Linked DNA regions of Sus scrofa: region 2 is linked to region 1. The links are chromatin contacts, called in public Hi-C maps. All regions are on one chromosome and are shown on one strand. The core of a region is the stretch at or near the end of the contact, and the rest is flanking DNA. Distances in the headings are between cores, read along the strand shown. Region 1 holds the start of CDC27 (cell division cycle protein 27 homolog). Region 2 holds the start of KANSL1 (KAT8 regulatory NSL complex subunit 1).

Region 1 (4,929 bases), core at 1,658-4,157:
ATGAATGGGGGGTTGCCTAGGAAGAATGTGTAGGGTGAGAAGGCCTAGAACTGACACCTGAAACACTCTAACCTTAGGGGATCTGCAAAGGAAACTGATAAATCACAGAACGGTAGGAGGAAAAGCAGGAAATTGTGATCAGAGATGCCAAAAGAAGGGGATTCAATGAAGAGAAAAGAGAAAGGGGGGGCATGCAAGGTCAGGCAATATAAAGAGAATGAGGCAGAGTACAATTGGGGCAAAAGAAGGGTACAGATAGAGAAGAACTGAAGGAATTCGGAAGAGTAAACTTACTCTGGGCCTTATCAGTGGGCCTACACCTTGCTAAGGATACCATGTCTAGCTTCTTGAATAGTTCCCTAAATGCTGGCCTCCAAATCTGATTGAACATGAAACAGACCATGAATCAGGCTAAGGAAAAGGACAATTTACCATGTTTGGAATAATGCTGATTGTAATTTAACTCCATTTGCCCGCTAAATATATGTGGAGAACAGGTGACAGCAGGATGCCCAAGGGGTTGCTAGATGGTGAGTTTAAGTAGGTCAATCAGGAACAGAAAAGGAAGTGAAAAATGCTCTAAAAGATTCCATCAAAGCACAACTTCAAACGATGTGGCCTTGCTGTGCATGAGTACAAAACCACCAACAGATGTGTTAACCCCGTGAGTAACAGTCAGGAAAGAAATGCTTTGTTTTTTTAGAGAAACGAAAAAAAAGGAGGGACTTTAGGCAAATTCTAAGCTTAAGAGCCAGAGTGCAAGAATCACAGACTCTTTAAATGCTGACTCTAGATACACATTTTCACACAAAAAAATATCATCTTTATGTATCTATCCTGTGTTGTGAGTTCCTACATTTAAATTTACAAGAATCCAGTGTACAAGTACAAGACTTTCACGTGTTGTGTAAAAAAGAGCTGTGCATGTTAAAGGACAGAAAACCAGAGTTCCCGTCATGGCTCAGTGGTTAATGAACCTGACTAGTATCCATGAGGACGTGGGTTTGATCCCTGGTCCCATTCAGTGGGTTAAGGATCTGGTGTTACCATGAGCTGTGGTGTAGGCTGCAGATGCGGCTCAGATCTAACGTTGCTGTGGCTGTGGTGTAGGACCGAAGCTGCAGCTCCTATTCAACCCCTTGCTTGGGAACCTCCATATGCCCTGGGTGCGGCCTTAAAAAAAAAATGACAAAAAACTTAGCATGAACAAACCGTGTCATTGACTGTTATAAAATGCAAATACAACTTTAGTCCACCTTAACAGAAGTAATCCAGAAAATAAAAGCCTGTCCTCTTGCATTCCGAACTCCATTTGAAGAAAATCTGGAGTGCTATGCTCACTTAAAAGCATCACATTTTGGAGTTAACAAACCTGACTAGCATCCATGAGGACTTGGGTTTGATCCCTGGCCTTGCTCAGTGGGTTAAGAATCCAGTATTGCCGTGAGCTGTGGTGTGGGTCACAGATCCCAAGTTGCTGTGGCTGTATCGTAGGCCTGCGGTTACAGCTCTGATGAGACCCCTAGCCTCAGAACCTCCATATGTTGCAGATGTGGCCAGCCCTAAAAAGCAAACAATCAAACACACAATAAAACCCAAATGTTTTCCTTAACCTTAAGGTTACCAAAGAGGGAAGGGAGAGAGAGGGAGAAATTAGGAGTATGGGATTAATAGCTACAAACTACTCTACACAAAATAGATAAGCAACAAGGATTTACTGTATAGCACAGGGAACTATATTTGATATTTTGTAATAAACTATAATGGCAAACAATCTGTAAATATATCTGCATCACTTTGCTGTTCACCTGAAACATAATATTGTAAATCAACTATACTTGAATTTAAAAATATTGCAAAGACTTTTTCTTATCTACCAAAAAATAAAGTTTTGATAGTTCCCTGTTCACACATTCTGGGGGGAAAGGGAGCAGGAAGTAAATTTGAGAACCTCTTAGAGTTTGTTAGACACAGTCACATACTTTAATGCATTTAGTTCTCTTAATTGCTTTTTTTTTTCAGACTAAGGCAACAGAAGTTCAGGGAGGTTGTGACTTGCTTAAGGACCTAATACAATTTAGTGCCAGAGATAAAATTCAAAACTAAGCCTCTGAATTTCCCAATACACCACAATGCCTCTATCAAGAATAAAAAACTCTTCCCTCCTGAGATTTTTCCATGATCTGGCCACCTAAATAATCATTTCCAGTTAACGTACCAGATCTCATTCTACTTCCTTCTATTTTCTCCTTTCTTCTAATTCTACCCATCCTTCGAAACCAGTCTGAAACTTCCTCATCTCAATCCTAATTAATTTCCCTTTCCTCTCTTCTGAATGCTCACATCACCATATAATGTACTATTCTTTGTTACATTAGTTTTCCGTTAAATAGACAATAATCTCTTTGAGGACCGGGGTCCTACAAAATCTTCGGGGGTGGCAATCCTTCCAATTTCCTATTTTCCTTTTGAGCCTTGAATAGATAGTTCTGGAATGAATGAATGACCTAAACTCAAAATACAGATAATTCTTGTTTAACTAAAGTCAACCCCAAACTCTTGGGTTTAACCCTTTGCTTAATCTGCAGCGCACCAATTAATCCAGCAAGGTTGAGCGGAGAAGCAAGGCGGCCACCGGGTCACGTAACGATCCCAGCTGACTCCTGCAGCCATGCCCAGCCTACTGGTTGCGGATTGGGCGTGCCCTAGGGTGGCCCATGGGGGGCGTGGCGTGCGTGAGTGAAGGCATGGCGTAGAAGTGGAACCTACGCACTGGGTTACACTCGGTAATCTCCGGTAATCCTCGACAATTTCCGGCAACGGTCTCCTCCTCCGTCGATACACCTCGGGTATTTCCGGTTTCCTTCGGTCATTTCCGTCTGGCTCCCGCCCCGGTCTCTCCACTTCGGGTTTTTCCGTGTCCCTTTCGGAAGTACTCGGCAATCGCTCGGCCTCCCCCATCCCCCGGTAACGGTCGCTGGTGAGTTTAAATGAGCCGGGGCTGGCCGGGCCGGAGCCGCTACGGGGGGGGGCCTGAGGCACTGCAGAAAGTGGGCCTGAGCCTCAAGGATGACGGTGCTGCAGGAACCCGTCCAGGTAATGGTAACCCCCTTCGCTGAGGCTTGGCTCGCAGCCTTGGTCTGGAAGCAGCGTATGGCCACTTCGCGGCCTGGTGCGGCCTAGGCCCGGCTGCTTCTCCCGCCTCCCCTCTCGCCGGCTTCTGCCTGTCTTCTCGTCAGTTCCGAAGCCTTGCCCGCAACCTAAGCCGTGTTACCTCTGGCCCTACATTACTTCTTCCCCCAGCAGGAGCGGGGTTCGTTGATAAGACCCCCTTTCCCTTCCAGGCCAACGTCGAGCGAACCCCTTCTGTCAGTCTGGGGGCCGGGCCCGGGACGGGTTTGGGATGAGGGGGCGGAAAACTAGCCCCAGGTGCTCTCTTGCCTGAAGATGATTGGGAAGCATATTTGATCAGCGTTTGCAGGATCTTCATAATGGTGGGGCAAGTTTGCGGGGAGAGTGTTGTTTTTGATTTTGTTTTTGTTTTTTTGTGAGTAGGTGGAGGGAGGGTAGGATCGGTGTTTTTAATACTAATTTCTATTTCGGTGACAGACTTTGTAACCCACGTTGCTTTTCTCGCCCAGTAAACTTCCTTCTGGACAATGATTTCCGTCGAGAACTCCAAGGCCCGGTGCTGAGATGCAAGCACCTATTAAAGGGGAGAGGGTGGAAACGGCAAGTTGGGTTTTTTCCATGACCTATGATGGGAATCAGGAGTGTTTTATTGTACGTGTTTATAAGGCGTTCAGGAAATGAAAGGCAGATAATGATTTTTCCGTCCGTACCACACCAAGGTATGTTTTGATGCAAAGTGCTCCATTGGCTTGGAAGGAACCCTATTGGATTTTAAGTGTGTGATGATGCAGTGCCAAGTCATTCCCCCCCCCCCCAAGACATCTGAAGAAACTGAATCTTTTGTCCCTTGGTGATGGACCAGGTCTGGGAGACTTTATGCCTACCCTATGATCTTTGAATTGATTAAAAGAGTTGACCTTTATCAACTACTGTCTTTGAGTCAGGGACTTTCTTTATTTTGAAGTTAAAAAAAGAAACCAATTTTAGAAGTTCTTTCATATTGCCCTTAATAGGCCTATTCACTACTTACTATTGGTATCACATAGTAAAAAATTTAATACATCACTCCTTCCATATTTCCTTAATTTTTCTTCACAGGATGAAATACTATTTTCTCCTAGTTGGCTCTTTCTCTAGCTCTTTTCTGTATAGCAACTATTAGTTTTTTAGTTAATATAATGTGAGATTCTATCCTGGAAGTTTACCTGTTTTTACATTATACTGGTGCTTTCAAAGCTATTTCCTTCCATCACTTTTCTCTTACTAGTAAAGAGTCCCTTTTTAAGATTTTTTTTTTGAAGCCTAACATGAAATTGGAAGTTACTGTCTGTACCTTTTTAAATGGATAAGCAAATCACTTAAATCGTTTAATTTCTGCTTCAGATTTTTGTAATTTCAATAATTAATGATATATTTTCCTTCTCTGGTCCCCAAACCCTTCTAAAATGATAAACTAGTTTTATTACTAACCTATAACAACTATTTATTAACAATTTAAACTTACATAAAAACATAAAGAAAATATGTAGCCAATTCCTTGATAGTACCAATCGAGTTTCCTCTTTTTCTTTAAAGTACTCTTAACTCTAAAGCATTTAGGGTATTTTTAAGGCTTAAAAGTCAGATTTGTCTTGGAGTTCCCATCCTGGCTCAGCAGTTAGCAAACCCAGCTAGCATCCATGAGGACACGGGTTCAATACCTGGCCTTGCTCAGTGGGTTTAGGATCCAGCATTGCTATGAGCTGTGGTGTAGGTCGCAGACGTGGCTTGGATCCCACATTGCTGTGGCTGTGACAT
Region 2 (4,929 bases), core at 1,636-4,135, 91 kb after region 1:
CAGGGATGGAAACTGCATCCTCATGGATGTTAGTCAGATTTGTTTCTGCTAAGCCACAGTGGGAACTCCTGGCTTTTATTTTTGTTTTGTGCTTGTAGGCTATATGTTTGGGGTTTTTTGGCCAACCTGCAGCATGTGGAAGTTCCTGGGCCAGGAATGGAAACTGTGCCGCAGCAGTCACAATGCCAGATCCTAAACCCACTGAGCCACTAGGGAACTCCAATCTTACCATTCTTAATTTGCTATTATATATGTTATAAATGCAAATAATCTTAGAAATTTTCATGGAATGCTCTGGAAAACAAGATGCCAAATATAACAATATCAATAGTTAAAAACTGAGTATTTAGCCTGTGTCAGGCATTATTTTAAATCCATGGCATATATTAACTAATTTAATCCTCACAATATCCCTAGGAAGAGGTATGTACAATTTTTTTTTTGCCCCATTTTACACAGTATTAATAAGATACTGAACTGCAGATGTTTTATAGGGCTGGTTTAAGCAATATTAATAAACTCAGAGAAAAAATTCTTTCCTAACTGATAAAGATGTTTTCTTTTTACAATTTTGTTTTCCTTTTTGGTAATGAATGATACCCTGTCCTGGGCTCCTTTTCCCCATCTTCTCAGAGCTTTCTCTTTTTTTCTTTGAAGGGAGACAAAGTGTATATGTCTTTCTTCCGACCCTCATTCATCTCCCCTATCCTTAGTGTCACAGGGATGTCAGACATCTGCAGGCAGGACTGGGAACCAGAGGGTGCTTAGAGCAAGTGGGGAAGGGAAGAGAGAGACATAGAGAAGGGACTAAAGGCAGGGACGGTGAATAAGGAAGAATAGCTCCTTTAGGATAGGGTTTCTTAACATGGGGTACTTTGGAAACCCATGAACATGGATCAGGAAGAGAAATATGCCTTTATTTTTGCTAAAGTCTCTAACAGAAAATTAGCATGTCTTTTCCATTATGAATGGTGACAATACATTAAGTAGTACTAGCAGTATCTGTGATCTTTTCACCAATAGAAAACACAGATATTTTCCTGTTATATGACAATTGTTTAAGATATCTTGAAATATTATTTTTGCTCATTTACTACTTCAAAATTTATGGTGGTCATTAGGTCTGACGTTATCTTATTATTATTTATTTTATTGGAATATAGTTGCTTTTTTTCAGATTCTTTTCCCATATAGGTTATTACAGTTTAAAAAAAAATTTATTTTTTATTTTTAGGGTCGCACCCTGAGGCACATGTAATTACCCAGGTTAGGGGTGGAATTGGAGCTACAGCTGCCAGCCTATGCCACAGTGACAGCAATGCTGGATCCGAGCCGCATCTGTGACCACAGATCATGGCAATTCGGGATTGCAGACCCCCTGAATGAGGCCAGGGGTCGAAACTGTGTCCTCATGCATGCTAGTCGGATTCGTTTCTGCTGCGCCACAGTGGGAACACTGGTTATTACAGAATATTGAGTAGAGTTCGCTGTGCTATACAGTAGGTCCTTGATGGTTATTTATTTTATATATAGTAGTGAGTATGTATTAGTCTCAAACTCCTACTATCCCTCCCCCATTGATCTTATTATTGAATGCATTTACTATAAAGCACATATATTACTATGCTACACTTTAAAAGATATTTTGAAAATTGTATTTTGCTATTACTGGTTTTCTTTGAATTCCTGCATATGTTTATTATGCATTTAAAAACATTCTGAGAAGGGTACATGGTTTGAAAAGGTTAAGAACTCTACTTTTTGGGTATTCTCTTTGTTTTCATTCTTATTGAGTAAGACTAAAGAGGGTCTCTGAAGTGAGTTGTAAGACCTGTGAGGCTCTCATAGTTTTATTATTTTTTTCTTTCCAGAGACCCTCCCTCCCTTAACTTTCATACCTCTGTTGGTAAGAATACTTTCATTATTCTGTTTTTCTTATCTCACGGACTCTCTTTCTGTTTCTTTTCCCACTCCTGACTTTTATTGTGGGTGTCTTTTAAATTTCTATCAGGAGTTTAATCTTTTAGCCTGCCATTGATCACTATATTTAGGTGGAGAGCTCTAAATCTCCCTTATTCCAGATTATCCACCCTTTCCCAAGTTCCATAGCTCTAGTAGCCTCTGGGACACATTCACTTGGTTTTACTACTGGTAGCTGGGACTGGACATATTAAAAACTAAGATTTCTTCCCAATTCTGCATGTTGTCCCACTTTGCCTGGACTACCATCTTATCTGTCCCCCTGGTTTTGCAACCTTATGATTATTTCAAAATTTAAGCCAATTAATTTCCAAAAAATGGGAATCTTTGTGAATGGTACAAAAATCGAAAGCTGCAAAAGGATATGCAGTGAAATGTAAGTCTTGCTCCCACCTGTTCCCCTCAGCTCCCCTCCCAGGAGGAAACCACTGTTACCAGTTCTTAGAGCGATTTTTGATTCTTTCTTATATTGGCTATATCTCAAGCCCTTCCTTGTCTGAGATGTGTGCCTTTTCCTCTCCTGGCTCTCATAACCTTATATCCGGTTGACTTTATATATAAGTATTTGTATGTGTATATTTTATATACATATATGAAATTTCCTCTCATGGCCTTCCGGCCTCAACTTTTCATCATGTAGCTTCCTGGATGAAGAACCTACAAGGGTGAGGGGCTGGGGTTGGGGGTGATGGAGAAGAGGATCTAAAGGGGACTTAGGTGGGGGTTCAGAGTGGCATACTGATGGGAAGCTCTGCCAGCATTTCTATTTCTTTTCCTTCCACCTGAGGCCCCCTTCCAGTCCTCCTATCCAAATGTCTCTTGTTTCCAAGAGCCGAGACAGAGACAGCGAGATAGAGAGACAGAGACGCCAAGGCACCAGCATCCCTCTCCCCCTCTGTCCCGCCCCACCGCTCTGACGGACATCCACCATTAGCCAATGGAGCCCCCGATGTCCCCCGGAAAGGCCAATGAGAGACAGAGGAGGGCGGAAGATTTCCCCGCCCCCACTTCTAGGCTTGGTTGAGCCGTGCAGGTAGGTCCGGGGCCGGGGTAGCCGCCGTTGGCACTGGTGCCCGGGGGGGTGGGGGCACAAGTCGGTAGGGGTGATGGTGGGGAAGAAGAGGCGGCCTCGACCTCTGGAGGCCGAGGGGGCGCCCCGGCCGGGAGGCGGGGAGCCGACGGGCCCGGGGAGCGGGCGCCGCCGAGGGCCCTGGAAACGGCTGGGCTGGGGGAGAGGGGACGTGTGTGTGGGGGGCATAGGGACCCCCGCCCCGCGCCCACCCGCAGGCCTGGGCTGCGGGCTCCCGGCTGAGGGGCCGGGGCCTGGTGCTCAGGGGGCGGGTTGGGCCGGGCCCGGGGATGGGGGCGCCGAGCAGAGCCCGGAGCGCCAGGCCGAGCCGAGGTGGGACGGACCGACGCGGAGAGGACGGGAAGCTGCATCCTGCGGGCCGCCCCCTCCTGAAGCGAGTCAGGGCAACCGCCACAGGCGCCTCTGCTCAGAGCCCACTCTCCTTATCGTCCCCTTCCCAACAATGGGTTTGGGCCAGGAAGGAGTCGCCCCACTGCGGGAAGGTGAGGGGGGTAGGTTTGGGACTAGGGTCCAAGGTGGGGGAGGGGTGGGAACTCGAGCTGTCCCCTTCTCCTCACCGGTTTGCTTTTGCGGTGGAGATCATGGAGTGGCTTAAACCCTCCCGAGACTGGGTCAAGAGTCAAACTGCCCCCCCCCCCACCTAACCCCTCCCCAATCCGACGAGCGGTGAGGAAAGTGATGCCAAGTCTTCGAAGCTGCTGTGATAAACGCATAGCAAGAACAAATCCACTCCAGAGGTTTTATTTTTAATTTTTCTTAGAAATGAGGGTACTATAGTCTTTAAATTTTAAACATTTATTTTAGAGAGGTGGGTGCTGTATTTTTGTCCCTATTCGGGCAAGCCTCCATTTTAAGTAAAACAGTAACTGGTTAAGCTGGAATTTTCATTCAGGCCTAGGACTTGAACAGGGATCCTACAAGAGGTCATTTAATCCATCCTCCTGCCTCCAGACAACCCTGCCTCCCTCCCATCCCCAGAATTAAGTTATTTGGTCTGCTTTTAAAGATCTCTAGGCAAGAAAGATCTCTTATTTGTTTATAACACTTCGATCAAGAATGGATTGTATTTTTCATGTAGAATGGGCTCTGCAACTTAAACTTAAGGAAATTTAGGACAATCAGAATGATCAGAGAGGTTTGATTTATTAAGTGAAATTAAAGGGTCTTTTTTAGGTGATCTATTAACAAGTTACTTTTTAATAGTGCTTATGAAATACCTTGGCTAATCATCTTTCTGTCTGGGGAAAATGGTTTTGGTTTTCTAATTATTTGATAACCAATTTTTGTATTATCTAAAATATGTGTTACATATTTAATCCAATTTTATGTAAAAATATATTTCTGCGTATGTATGGAGATGCATATATCACACACATTTGCCCCTTTCCAAAGGGGATGGTATTTTCTACATCTTTTTAAGATGGTGAGCAAATAGTACTTCAACTCTCTGTCCAGATAGCTTAAACTGGAGTTCCATTGTGGCTCAGCAGTTAATGAATCTGACTAGCATACAACTCTGCTTCGACCCCTAGCCTGGGAACTTCCATATGCCATGAGTCCGCCGCCCCTCCCCCCCCCCCGAAAAAAAGCAGATAACTTAAACTGTTTGCTTATTCTTGATTATTTTTTAATCTAAATGAAAGTCTTCTCTTTCAGATACCTTCTTGAAACAAAAAAATTTTTCCTACCTGCTCATACTTGGTGACAGAGGGGTTACTAAGACTCCTTCTTGCTCATTTCTGAGTATTGTCTGAACTATTCCTGACACTATGAATGCTGTTTGGATGCCTCTTAAGGTAAGATGTGTGTGGGTTTTTTTTGTTTGTTGTTTGTTTGTTTGTTTTAATTAAAGGTCTCAC

What was found. Hi-C and Micro-C count contacts between places; a contact is called where the count stands out from the background.
Region 2: a contact with region 1 is called in a Hi-C map of embryonic fibroblasts, with 2.6 times the contacts expected there. The contact joins the promoter of KANSL1 here to the promoter of CDC27 in region 1. A contact is called at or near these places in 5 of 47 Hi-C or Micro-C datasets (blood, embryonic fibroblasts, fetal heart ventricle and 1 more) and 1 of 2 datasets of contacts at active chromatin or transcription factors (alveolar macrophages).

The regions. Positions count from the first base shown.
Region 1 is chr12:16,807,961-16,812,889 of Sscrofa11.1, forward strand. CDC27 (cell division cycle protein 27 homolog) reads left to right here and starts at 2,908. Exons shown (of 19, transcript XM_003131307.5): 1 at 2,908-3,096. The coding sequence starts at 3,070.
Region 2 is chr12:16,898,726-16,903,654 of Sscrofa11.1, forward strand. It overlaps KANSL1 (KAT8 regulatory NSL complex subunit 1), which reads left to right and starts at 2,886. Exons shown (of 15, transcript XM_013989925.2): 1 at 2,886-3,013; 2 at 4,727-4,866.